Regions from separate parts of the Zea mays genome. Here all the other regions are linked to region 2. The links are chromatin contacts, called in public Hi-C maps. All regions are on one chromosome and are shown on one strand. Each heading gives the region's core, a stretch centred on a gene start, on an enhancer-like site or on the middle of the called end of the contact. The rest is flanking DNA. Distances are from core to core; before and after follow the strand shown. Region 1 holds the start of LOC103653200 (ubiquitin carboxyl-terminal hydrolase 1). Region 2 holds the start of LOC103653202. Region 3 holds the start of LOC541667 (ribosomal protein L17).

The links. Hi-C and Micro-C count contacts between places; a contact is called where the count stands out from the background.
Region 1: a contact with region 2 is called in a Hi-C map of leaf, with 2.4 times the contacts expected there. The contact joins the promoter of LOC103653200 here to the promoter of LOC103653202 in region 2. A contact is called at or near these places in 8 of 25 Hi-C or Micro-C datasets (ear, endosperm, leaf and 4 more).
Region 3: a contact with region 2 is called in a Hi-C map of tassel, with 4 times the contacts expected there. The contact joins the promoter of LOC541667 here to the promoter of LOC103653202 in region 2. A contact is called at or near these places in 2 of 25 Hi-C or Micro-C datasets (ear and tassel).

The regions. Positions count from the first base shown.
Region 1 is chr4:45,787,062-45,791,480 of Zm-B73-REFERENCE-NAM-5.0, reverse strand. LOC103653200 (ubiquitin carboxyl-terminal hydrolase 1) reads left to right here and starts at 2,454. Exons shown (of 6, transcript XM_023302344.2): 1 at 2,454-2,773; 2 at 2,867-4,136. The coding sequence starts at 2,876.
Region 2 is chr4:45,963,637-45,968,095 of Zm-B73-REFERENCE-NAM-5.0, reverse strand. It overlaps LOC103653202, which reads left to right and starts at 2,042. Exons shown (of 3, transcript XR_565320.4): 1 at 2,042-2,598; 2 at 3,882-4,459.
Region 3 is chr4:46,198,614-46,202,859 of Zm-B73-REFERENCE-NAM-5.0, reverse strand. LOC541667 (ribosomal protein L17) reads left to right here and starts at 1,389. Exons shown (of 7, transcript NM_001111420.1): 1 at 1,389-1,431; 2 at 1,510-1,546; 3 at 1,653-1,693; 4 at 2,618-2,848; 5 at 2,938-3,040; 6 at 3,113-3,180; 7 at 3,347-3,554. The coding sequence starts at 1,429. The coding sequence ends at 3,379.

The sequences.
Region 1 (4,419 bases), core at 1,205-3,704, 180 kb after region 2:
AGACTATTCATGAACTTCATAGGAAAAAATGAATGGAGTGATTCTAAAGTTGGATTTCGAAAAAGCTTATGATAAGGTAAAATGGCCCTTCCTCCAACAAGCTATGCGAATGAAAGGTTTCTCGCAGAAATGGTGTGATTGGGTTCAGTCAATTGTCTCTGGAGGACATGTGGGGGTTAAAGTTAATGATGAAATTGGCCCTTTCTTTTCTACTCATAAGGGTCTTCGTCAAGGTGATCCTCTCTCTCCGATTCTCTTTAATATAGTTGCGGACATGTTGCCAATTCTATTTTTAAGAGCAAAGGAAAATAACCAATTCACGGGTGTGGTTCCTCATCTAGTGGATGGTGGCCTTTCTATCCTCTAGTATGCGGATGATACCGTTGTTTTTCTGGATCATAACTTGGATCAAGCACGAAATGTGAAACTTCTCCTGACCGCTTTTGAGCAGATGTCAAGTTTGAAAATCAACTTTCACAAAAGTGAGCTTTTTTGCTACGGGTTAGCTAAGGATCATGAAATGGATTATTCTTGTCTTTTTGGTTGTGGGATCGGTTCATTTCCTCTCAAATACCTTGGAATTCCTATGACCCATCGCAGGTTACGAAATAGTGAGTGGCAATGTGTTATTGATAGATTCGAAAAACGATTAGCTATGTGGAAAGGTAAATTACTTTCTTCTGGAGGTCGTCCAGTGCTCATTAATTCAGTCTTAAGCAGCCTCCCTATTTTCATGATGTCCTTTTTTGAGGTGCCTATCGGGGTGTTAAAAAAAACTAGATGCCATCCGCTCTCGGTTCTATTGGCAAAATGGCCAATTTAAAAAGAAATACAGACTTGCAAAATGGAATATTATTTGTCAACCTAAGGAGGTTGGTGGCTTGGGGGTAGCTAATCTAGCCACTAAGAACATTTGTTTACTCAGCAAGTGGCTCTTTAAGTTATTGAATCAAGACGGTACATGGCAACAACTTCTAAAAAATAAATATTTAGGATCCAAATCACTTACTCAAGCCGTGAGAAAATCAGGAGACTCTCATTTTTGGGCTGGTCTCATGAATATTAAGGAAGAATTCTTGGGGTGGGGGAGGTTTCGAGTAGGTGACGGTCACGCAACTAGGTTCTGGGATGATAGATGGATTCTGGATAGACCGCTTAAGGTCATTTATCCAAACCTTTTTAATATCGTGCGGAAAAGAAAGGCTTTAGTCAAAGATGTTATGAATGGAAATTTACCCAACCTTTCTTTTCGCAGAGCTATTGTAGGGGTGAAGCGGGTCGAGTGGCATAATTTATCAACTTTACTCGCATCTATTCCTTTGGGTCATTCGAAGGACAAATTCTTATGAGGACCTCACCGAAATGGAGTTTTCTCAGTCCAGTCAATGTACCGCCTTCTAATGAATACTCCCACTTTAACCCATAATATGTTGCTTTGGAAACTAAAAATCCCCCTCAAAATTAAAATTTTCTTGTGGTACTTAGGGAGAGGAGTTATTCTCACTAAAGAAAATTTAGCTAAACGTGGGTGGACAGGAAGTATGAAATGCTGCTTTTGTAATCAGAATGAGACTATTCAACATATTTTTTTTGATTGTTACCTTATCAGGAACATTTGGAGAATTATTTACTTTGCTTTCAACATAGAGAGACCCATCAATATTAATCATATAATTGAGAATTGGGCTACTAACAAGGGAATAGCTCATCGGAAAAAACTTTTAATTGGAGTGGCAGCAATGTTTTGGTCTATTTGGTTGTGCCGTAATGATGCGGCCTTTAATTTTAAACCAATACCATCAATTTTGCAGGTTCTTTTCAGGGGATGTATTGGCTCAGACTCTGGAGATTATTGCAGAAACAAGAAGCTCACCAAGAGATTCTTGTGGTATGTCAAGCCTTAGAGATGGTGGCAATGGAGATCCTTGCAAAACATGGTTGGAGTTCTAATGCCAGATTAAAGGACGCTTGATTCGAGAACAAGTTCTTGTTAAGGATGTTATTTTTTTAATGATGCATGTTTTATTAATTTTCAATCTGTAATGTCGTATGTAGGAAACTACAAAAGGCTGGAACATACCACACTCAAGGTAAAGGACACAGCTAATCTAGTACAATGATGATGCCAAGCATGATGTATATACACTAGCACAGGCCTGCTATTTATATCTTTTTTGCAAGATCAACACCGACTTGAGGACCTCCATCCACTTCCTGCTCCCTCGAACATGGAGAATCTTCGTAAGTTTTATCCTTGATATAATCTTGAGGAAGAGATAGTTGAGGGATGTCCAAAGGTTGGCACTTGGGAGGTTCTCATCTCATTTGCACAGCAAAGCCATTTAGCCCATGAGTAGCCGATGGGCTACTGCACGTTCTAGTTTGACAAAATGGGCCCCAGTATCAGCCCAATCGCAAATCTCCACTCCGCGTTCGCCACGCGAAATCCCTCTCCAAAACCCTTCCGGTTCCGGGCGTCGCCGCGGTCCCTCAGTTCCGGCGCCATTTTCGCCGGCAGTTTGTTTTATTTCCCTTCTCCTGTTTCTTTTCTATTCTGTCGGAGTCGGACTTGTGTCCATCTTGCTTTTGCTTCTCCCTCCCCCATGATCCAATCCCTAACCCGCAGTCTACTTGATCGTGGCTAGAATGATCGCGATCGAGTTTCTTCGGAGCTTCTTCGGTGCCACTGCCACGGCCCCGATCCAATCCCTAACCCGCAGGCCCCGATCCAATCCCTAACCCGCAGCTGGCTATTTGCTTTTGCTTTCGTAGGGTTTGTTGTTTGCTTGGTGGTTTCGGGTCCAATAATTGGGATTCATCATTCATGCGACTCTCTTATTTCTTGTGATCCCTTGTTTCCTTCCAGGCGTACGTGATGGCTGACACGAGGGCGAGGCCGTGGGAGGCGGACGAGAGCTCGCGGTCGCGGGACTCCAAAGTTCCGCGGCTGGACTTGCTGGCCGCATCGGCGGCGGAGGAGGAGGAGAAAGTGAAGCATCTGCTAGGCCAGGAGGAATGTACCGAGATGACCGGCCACGATCCATGCTGCGATCACGTCCCCACGGACAGTTATCACAATGATATTCTGATCTCGTCGTTGCTATCCGACGACGCGGGGAATTGCCAGGACTGCCGGGGCCGGCGGCGCGAGGAGGCCGATGGGCCCGGCGGCCGGCCCATGTATCGCCGGATCATGGTGTGCCTGGAATGCGGCCGGCATTCCTGCGGGGATTCGACGAGCTATATCCCGTACGGACACGCTCAGGACCACGCCAACCAGGAAAAGCATTGGGTTGCCGCGATGTTCGACGATCCACAGGCTGGATTCTGCTTCAAGTGCGAACACGAAGTGCCTGTGTATCCAGAGCCAGACGAGATGGAGATGATAACGGGCGAGATTCAGGCCGGCGGCGGCGGCGGCGGCGGTGGTCATGCGTTTGGATTCGACATGTCCCGCGATCTCGCCACCGTGTTGCTCAATCTCGGGGACGCATGGTGTGCAGCCGCCGATCTCGGGTCCGTGAATGCGCAAGGCTATGCTATCAGAGGGATGCCAAACCGCGGGAACACATGCTACATGAACGCGATGGTGCAGTGCCTCCTCGCGCTCGACAAGCTGCGGGCAAGGATGCTAGGGCCGGATACTCCGCCGGGCCACCTTGGAATGGCACTGAAGGAGCTTTTCGTGGAGGCGAGCGCTGCTGGTTCTGCGGGAGGCATGCTGAACCCAGATAAACTCTTGAGAAGTGTACGATTACATGCTGGCAAGTACGAACCTTACACGATGCACGACAGCTATGAACTGCTCGAGTCCTTGCGCAGCGCATTGCATGACGAGGAAGAGGGAATTCAAGCTCCTTACAGGGAAAGAGGTGCCCCGACAGTCATTGATGCGGTCTTCAAGGGCGAACTGTGTGATACAAGGTCCTGCAAAGATTGTCAGTCTGCTTCGGCTTTCCATGGAGAATTCTGGGAGCTTTCATTATCGCTGCCATCAAAAGAGGATCTATGTGAAAATTTTGCATCATCATCACAACGAGCAAGCAAGAATCTCAACCCTCAACCGGAGAAGGCTGCTCCTCAGTTACTTTCAGCAAATGAGAGTAACTTGTGGAAGATCGATGCCAGTAAAACTGGTGATTTTCATCTTCTTGTTTCAGAACTGAACGGTTTGATTGGGACAAAACATCAGGGCCCATGGAAGTTGGTGTGCAGAAAACTGTCGAAAACTCAAACAGTACCATTGTAGTTGTCTATTTTTATCAACCTAAAAAAGGTGTTTTTTTTCTAAGTGGGTCTCCTACACTTCCTAAATGGAGAAAATTGTTGTTTAAGAACTCTTTACACATGCTAAACTCAGAGAATTGTTAAGATTAGTATGTTCAACAATCAACATATTAACCTAAAGTGTTCATTCAA
Region 2 (4,459 bases), core at 793-3,292:
GAACAACTTCATTTTTTTGTGAAATTTTGTCTTAGAGAAATGAGGGCAGGGGATAGCAAATTAGCAACAATGGTACTTTGACCAATAGAGCATACAAAAACATAGCAGAAAAGTATTTTATAAGCACAAATTTGCACCACTCCAAAAAAACAACTTAGAAACAGATGGGGTCAGTTCAAGGGATTGTATCAGTTTTGGTCATGCTGAATAAGCAGACCGGACTTGGATGCGCTAACGACACAGTTGTGGCACCAGATTCTTTTTGGAAAGAGCACACAAAGGTAGTCTCTGCAGATAAGGTTACATTAAAATATTTTTTCTGTTGCTTTGTAATTGTAAGTATCATTAAATTCTTGTGTATTGCGTGTAGTGTAAATCAAAGTGGAGGAAGCTTAGCAACTTCTACTCGGAGTCAGCCTCATCTCAGCATAGTAGTTTAAACAATCGGTTGAGAGATGACAATCAAGACATGATGCTTTTCATGATAGTATTGCAAACAATTTGATTGCTAGGCGACCATGAACAATGTAAGTTTTCATGATAGTATTGCAAACAATTTGATTGCTAGGCGACCATGAACAATGTAAACATTATATTTGCACGTTGTGCTTTGCTTAAGATGATGCATGTATATGCATGTTTGTTGATGATAAAACAATTTGAACATTCTGTTGTATGCAAAAATTTGTATGCTTCCGATTTTAATATAGACTTTATACATGGATTTGTCATAGACAACGTTGTAGTAGACTGCTATATGGTGACGTGGAAAAAATCAATTAGATGATGACAAGCGGATGTAACGGTTGGTCATACTCATACCGATGAGTGAACCTATTAGTCCAAAGCCTCCAAACATACCATGGCTAATTGTTTGCCATGCAGGGGTAGAATAGACTAAAGGACAAGCTACACAAGAAGATTTAAGAGTAGAGTCTTACTTGCATAAGTTAATAAGTCGACAAAATAAGCCTTGGTTACTGTAAAGGATATATGCCAAATATATCCACATATAACTCCATGAAGACGACCATGATATGTGGGTCCATGAGCTCGGACAAGTGCACTAGGACTCAGCCCACATAGTCAGAGGAAGATTTCACCAGCAAGAAAGTTATAGAAAGATAAAGATGGCAAAGATCCTAAAGAATTAGGAGATAAGATCGATATCCATATAGACGTGGCAAAGTCCTAGCGGACGAGGAAGAAACGTGTAAAAGGATAAGATACATATTATACACGGTTCGGGACTAACTCGGTCACGACTCGTGTTATGTTACCAACTTAATATTGATCTTGTATCCGATCCAAATGCATACCTCGTAAACATTTCCCCTCCTTAGACTATAAAAGGAGGATCAGAAAGCCTAAAATGATAGATCGTTTCATAGACACCGTCAGCGCATTGCGAGCCATAATCTGTGTAAGTCTTCTATACATTTACCTTCAGTTATTGGTCAAATCATTACCAAATAATCCTTGACAAGAAAAACTACGATGATAAACATACATAGTTTTCTACTAGTCTTCTATGGAGCAATTAGAGCTTTTTAGTTAAATAATAAATCTAAAAATAATGCAGTTAAGATAGAGCCCATCATTATCAAATTATAAGATATTTTAGGACTAAACGTTTAGTTCGTGTCAGATCAAACGTATGAATATCAATTAGAATTATGAAATATAGACTTAATTAAATTTAATAAATTTGTCTCGTCTTTTAGTCTTCATCTATAAAATTAATTTTATAATTAGACTATATTTAATATCCGTAATTATTATTTAAACATCGGCCCTGTTTGGGATAGATCTAGTTTCAAAAAATTCGGTGAAGTTAGTGGAGCAGATCATTAGGTGCTCCAAAAAATCGTATAGCTAGAACGGTAAGTCTTTAGAAGACATTTAGATAAGTTATTTCGTTTATTATTTAGATTAAAAATATTTTTAAAATTATTTAAATTAATATTATAAATTATAGCATCATACTAGAGCTGTAATCTAGAGCCATTCCAAACACCTCTGGATATCGCAGAGATTAAACTTTAGCAAGGTCACACGGTGGAGTATCGCATTTCAGTCCTCAAAATAGAAACCAGGGGTCAATCAAGGTGGCAGCAATAATCACACAGGACATTGACAAATGACATGAGCACAAGCACACTGTGTCACGTTCGGTGTGTGAGGCCACGACTCCCGTCCCCTTCGAGATTCCGCACGAAACGAGTCCACTTCGTATCGCCGCCCGGTGGTCCGCCGCCGCTCGCCGGAGTAGCAGCAGCAGCCGTAGCAAGGAGTAGGCAAGAGACACCGGATGGGGATCCTGGGCAAAGGCTCGGGGTGGTGCTTCTGCTCCCGCGGGGCCAAGCTGGAGCGGATCAAGTCCAGCCTCCTCGCCGCAAAGGGCGCCGCCATAGCTGCCGTATCCTTCCCCAGTGGCGGCGGCGGAGGAGGAGCTGGAGGCAAAGGCGGGAGCGGGTTCCTCATCCACCGCAGCCTCCTGCTCACCACGCACGGCACCATCCCTTCGGCCGCCGCGGCGGGCGCCGCCGAGGTTCGGCTCAGCCACGGCCGCCTCCTAGCTCGCCTGGTGCCGCAAAGGTATTAGAACCCAGCGCATTTCTTGGTATCCCCTGTTTAGCTTCCGACTGTGTTTGTTTGAAATTGCAACTTGGTGTCTGGCGATTCGATTTTTGGAGGATGAGCTCATCGCCTCGGGGAATCTCTAGATAGTACGGTGCGGCATGAAAATAATGTATTTTGGGTTGGAATGTGCGTTTCGGAAATTTATTTGTGCTGCACTCTCTTGGACCTTGAGTCCTTGGCCTTGGTTTTAAAGGATCTATTTTTACAGCGAATTGAAAGCTGGTAGTCGTAATTCCCTGGTGCAACACTGCTGTAAATAATTAGTTTTTTGGGGTGAATTTTCCGCCAATGCCATGCCCTCCTTTCTGCATTTGAGAAAAGAGGTTTTGTTTGTGTGGAAGCTTGAGATTTGGGGCCATTTCGCTGGGGTTGACTTCCATAAGACCATATGACCCAGAAGATTATTTGTGGCTTGTGGTCATGGACTTAGATAATCTTCATGTCGTTGTTCCGCTTAGTCATTGCGGCAACAGTACATGCGAGTATTGATTCTAAAAAAACAGTACATGCCGGTGGGGATAGGATTTCCATTTTGTTTGGTTGGTGAGGAACAGATAGCGCGAATATAAATGCATTCTGGCATTCTGCTGCCTTGTTGATGGGATCTTGTGAGATTGGAGATCTATCAGTAGCAGATATATAGACCAATGTAACAAGAAGAGATGTATGCTCACTATCGCATGCTCTCAGCTTGACTGCATGACATGTAAATCAGAAAGCTTTGCTGGCATTTTGTAAGGGATGGGGGACTAAAGCTGGTTTGTAGAAACTGGCATAAATTATTTTCAAATTTAGGTTGTCCAGCATTGGAATGTCTTTCTGTTTCTGTACAATCTCGCATAAATTCTTTTCAAGTCTAGGTTGCAGATTGGCTACTGGGTACATAAATTACCTGTGGCAAATAATGTCTCCTGAAAAGTGGTCCTGGGATCTGTTTGTCCACTTAATTGATGAGCACAGGACATGTTTTAATGCAGTCTTAATTAAACAAGGGATAACCTAAATTTTTCTCTGGAACACTTTATTGACATTCAAGGATCAGTTGTATGAAATGATGAAAGGATATGAAATACTTAAAAGAAAATAATGCGGAAAATATACTATAATGTACATTCTCCTTGACGTAAATAGTGGCTGAGTAAGCTAAATAAGTGTAAGAGCTCTGAGCTCACATGGGGCTTTGTTTTGCATGCCTTTGCCAAGTTATTTACTCTCCACATTGTATTTCTTCATTTCAGGTTCTTTATTACCAGTTCTATACTTGACCTTACAATAGTTGGCCTTGATGTCGTGGATGATGACCTGAGTTCACATGGGCAACAGCCTCATTTTTTGAAAACTTGCTTGAACCCCAGCTTGGACCTTGGCAGTACGGTTTTGCTACTGGGCCACAACAGAAATGATTTGGCTGTAGGTGAGGGGAAGGTTGTAATAGCTACAGACAACCTTATAAAGTTCTCGATTGATGAAGTCTTGTGGCATCCTGGATCTGCTGGGTTTGATATGCACGGCAACCTAGCTTTTATGGTCTGTGATCCCATGAAGATTGCACCTTCTACACCCAATGGGTATGCTTCTGCATCATCAACTGCCATTTGTACATCAAAAAAGGATGTGCCCACACAGTTTGGGATCCCTATCCCTGCAGTATGTGAATGGTTAAAACAACATTGGAATGGTTGCTTGGAAGATGCTAGCAAGCCGATGATGACTCCTGCACGATTGACAACCTGTGGAGAACGAAGTGGGTGTTCTTCCCTTGGTCGTCTTCGTTATATTAAGACTGCAGAGGTTGAAGGTGGTGATGTCTTGTCAT
Region 3 (4,246 bases), core at 140-2,639, 240 kb before region 2:
TTGTGAGAGGATCACTCGTGTTTCTTTGTTGCTCTTATTTGCTTGGCTTGGCTTTCTTTTCTTTCTCACTTCTTACTCAAGTGCTTTGTAAGTGAGGCAAGAGACACCAATTGTGTGGTGATTCTTGCGGGGTCTAAGTGACCTGTGAGATTAAGGAAGAAGCCTCACTCGGTCTAAGTGACCGTTTGAGAGAGGGAAAGGGTTGAAAGAGACCCGGTCTTTGTGACTACCTCAACGGGGACTAGGTTCATTGGAACCGAACCTCGGTAAAACAAATCACCGTGTCATCCACTTTATTTTCTTGGTTGATTTGTTTTCCCCTCTCTCCCGGACTCGGATTTTATTCTAACGCTAACCCCGGCTTGTAGTATGTTTAAAGTTGTAAATTTCAGTTTCCGCCTATCCACCCCCTCTAGGCGATTTTCAAGATGGAAATAAATCGTGATCGGTTTTGTTTAAGCGGTATGCTTAAGTGGTTCGCTCAAGAGGTTGAGCTTCATGTTGATGGTATTTGTTCAAATGGTTTAAGTGCATGCCGGTTATGAATTATGCTTAATTGGGTTTGGTATATACTTATACCTAGTAATCAGGTGTTGATAATAAAATGTTGACCAACTAAAATGCCAATCGCATTAAACTTTAGCCTTACCGTGTTACCTTGCATTTTCCCCTACTTGCTGAGCCCCGACCATAAGTGATCTCACCCTTGCTTAATTTTGATCATAAATTTGAAGATGAAGTTATGATACTGAACTCCATGGATGCTAGTCTAGTGATACCCCCGGTCATCTTCCTGTGGAAGGATGTCCATGTTTCGCTGTACTTTGATGAATAAAGGTTAAGACATTATGTCTGTTCGAAGTGTACTATGTTAATATAATCTTTATTTACGCTTTTATGCATTGTTCTTTTGATATATTACCCTTGTGATGTCGACATATGTGTGGAAATAGATCCTAACACACATATGTTATGCATGTGGTTTTGCCCCCTAAAACCTGATGTGATAGAATTTCATAGGTATTAATTTATTTTTCATAGAAAATATAGGAACAGGAAAAAATTAGGTTCCAGAGGAGGTATAAGATCCCTTTTGCAACATAGGAATTTTACAGAAACCATACATATTCCCCAGAAATTAAATCATTTAAAAAACAGGAAAAGTTGCTGCGTTGCAAAGAGCCCTGAGTTGTGGACACTGGGCAGGGTGTTTTGCGCCGGATCATACATGGCCTTCTGAGCCACAAGGGCCGTGCACACTTCAGCCCATTAGATCAGCAAGCCCATCCGGGCCCCTCTAGAGCGCATTAGCACTAGGGTTTCCCATCTCTTAAGGCTGCCACCGCCAGCGCCGCCCCCTCGGTGCATCCTCAGTGCGTACTGTCTGTGCGAAGGCGACCATTCCTTCTTCGCTCCTTCGCCGCCGCTATGGTCAGCCCACCCCCTCCGCCAACATGGCGCCATGCTTCGATGCGTTTTTCTAACTGACATCTCGTTGTTGCGTCGCAGGTTAAGTACTCGCAGGAGCCGGGCAACCCTACCAAATGTAAGATCTCGCCTATCTTTGTTCCTGTAGTGCGTTGGTCTTGCGTTTGAGGTCCTTCCATCTATCTGTAGTGCTTATTTTGGGTTGTTTGGCGTTGTCTGTGCAGCGGCCAAGGCCATGGGAAGGGACCTGAGGGTCCACTTCAAGGTGCGTTGCGTTTCTTCATGCTGATTTGATAGGTTCTTCAACATGCTGGTTTGAGGTGCAAAGTAGTGTGTCAACATAAGTGTGATGTCATGCATGGATGGATTAGATTGTCGAAACCTAAAGAGTAAAAGGTTCTGCTATGTTATTCATATGAGCAGTTCCCGCGTTACTTTAGTGACATAAACACATTGTTGATTATTACCTATGGACCATTGTGTTGTTTTCCATGACTAATGGTTTGTAGACAATGTGACATCTTTAGACATTTATTTTTTGTTTCTGGAGACGTGCCTGAATGATGCTGGTGTTTCATTAAACTTGTACATGCTATGCCTTCAAATACTTTTTGTGTGTGTGATGACTTCAAATACTGAGTTGACATGCTAGTTACACCTCAAACAAAATCGTTGATTCAAAGTGAAATTTTGATTCCAAATTAAGTTTCGGGGAACCCAGGATTACTGATTTTATTGTGAGCTATCTCATGAGACATAATAAGTCTCATGTCCATGGGGACTGATAAATTGACAGTTTTTTTTCTTGTTCTTTTAAAACATTGCCCTGAGTCTCTTTAAGTTGATTTTAAAGCATTGCTCTGTCAGTGTCCTCTACTTGATCTTGTAACTTTGTTAGTCACAAGTCGCACAGGTATACCATGCAGTGGTCATTAGAAAGTACAGAATATTCTAGGTGAATTCTCTCTAATTATAGTTAGAAGCTTTGGCACATAGGGCTTTCCTATGAACCTGCAACTGGGTTTTTGCGATCTGTATAAGCTTGAAATCCTTTTTGTGCTTTCCCACATTCAACTTAGGCATACTGTGATACTCAGTTCAGTGATTAGTTGATATCAGATTTCAGATGGCGACTCTGAGATTGATTATCTTTCTGTTATCTCTTATTAAACTCGTAAAATTACTGCAGAACACAAGGGAGACAGCTTTTGCGCTTCGCAAGCTGCCTTTGACCAAGGCTAAGCGATACCTTGAGGATGTTATTGCTCACAAGCAGGCAATTCCCTTCCGGAGATACTGTGGAGGTGTTGGTCGCACCGCACAAGCAAAGTCTCGCCACTCCAATGGGCAGGGTCGCTGGCCTGTTAAGTCAGCCAGGTTCATATTGGATTTGCTGAAGAATGCTGAGAGTAACGCTGATGTATGCCCTCTTGTCTCTTCCTTTTCATTTTAAGCGTGCACTCACATTTCCTACTGTCTGGTTTGACTTAACATGTCTGTTATTTCCAGGTGAAAGGCTTGGACGTGGACAACCTCTATGTTTCACACATCCAGGTGAACCAAGCCCAGAAGCAGAGGCGCCGCACCTACCGTGCTCACGGACGCATTAACCGTATGTATCGAAGGATGGTCTTTCATTCTTGCGACACTGTTGAATGGTATATTTAATGTTGCTGTTCTGCAGCTTACATGTCCTCCCCTTGCCACATTGAGCTGATTCTGTCAGAGAAGGAAGAGCCTGTGAAGAAAGAGGTATTTAACATGCTCATAAAAATGCCAACTAGATATTTTCTGAGTATCTTGCATTGATCTAATTTCAGAGCTGTATTGTTCTTCTGGTACAGAAGTATCCTTCCATTTTATGTTCTTTCCATTTGAATAGTATCTGTCTGTAATATATGTCATCTTTATTTTGTAGGCTGACAACATTGTCGCGGCAAGGAAGCAGTGAAGTATGTTAGCCTGCTGATAATGGCATCCTTTCGAAGCATTATAGCCGTAGCTCTTTTATGTACCTTTTCAGGCTGGTACCGATACCGTGGATCTGGATTTGCTATGTTTTGTACTGTGCTCGAGTGTAAGGTCAGTTCGTAATACAATCAATCTGCGTGGAACAATTTGATATCCTTGAATATGTTAGTGAGATCATTTCGACAATGAAAGTTGAGAACAGAAGTTACAATGTCAGTGCCCATTTTTTTTTGTTTTGTTATTAGATGCTAACGCCGTGCCACAAATCAGCTCGTGAATTTGAACCCAGATTTTCAAATACAGAAATTTAAGTGATTTTGAGAGGCATGCTGTGTGGACTCCAGGTTAGCTGCTAATATTCGTGTATTATGTTAGATATATATGACAAGTCCCCATGACGACTTGTATAATAAGAGCAACTCCAATAGTTCTCTAATAGACTTCCTAAATCATCAATTTAAGTAGTTAACACAAAAACTTATCTTCTACGGTTCTCTAAATGAACTTTCTAAATTTAACAACTTCTCATCTAACCTTATTTCCTCTCTACATTTGACAACCATTTAGCAACTCACTAAACAAAAATGTTTACTGCATTATGTAGATAATGAAGGTAATTGATGACATTTGTGACTTTATTTTTTTATGTGGATAGATACAAAACAAAACTACAACCTATATTTAGAGAACTATTGGAGAACTCACATTTTTTTACTCCCAAAGTTATTTAGTAATTTCTTAAATCTGTGATTTAGAGAGCTAAAATTTACATAACTATTGGAGTTGCTCTAATAATACACCATCAAAACGCATCATATGATACTCTTAACACAAAGAAACTCGGCAT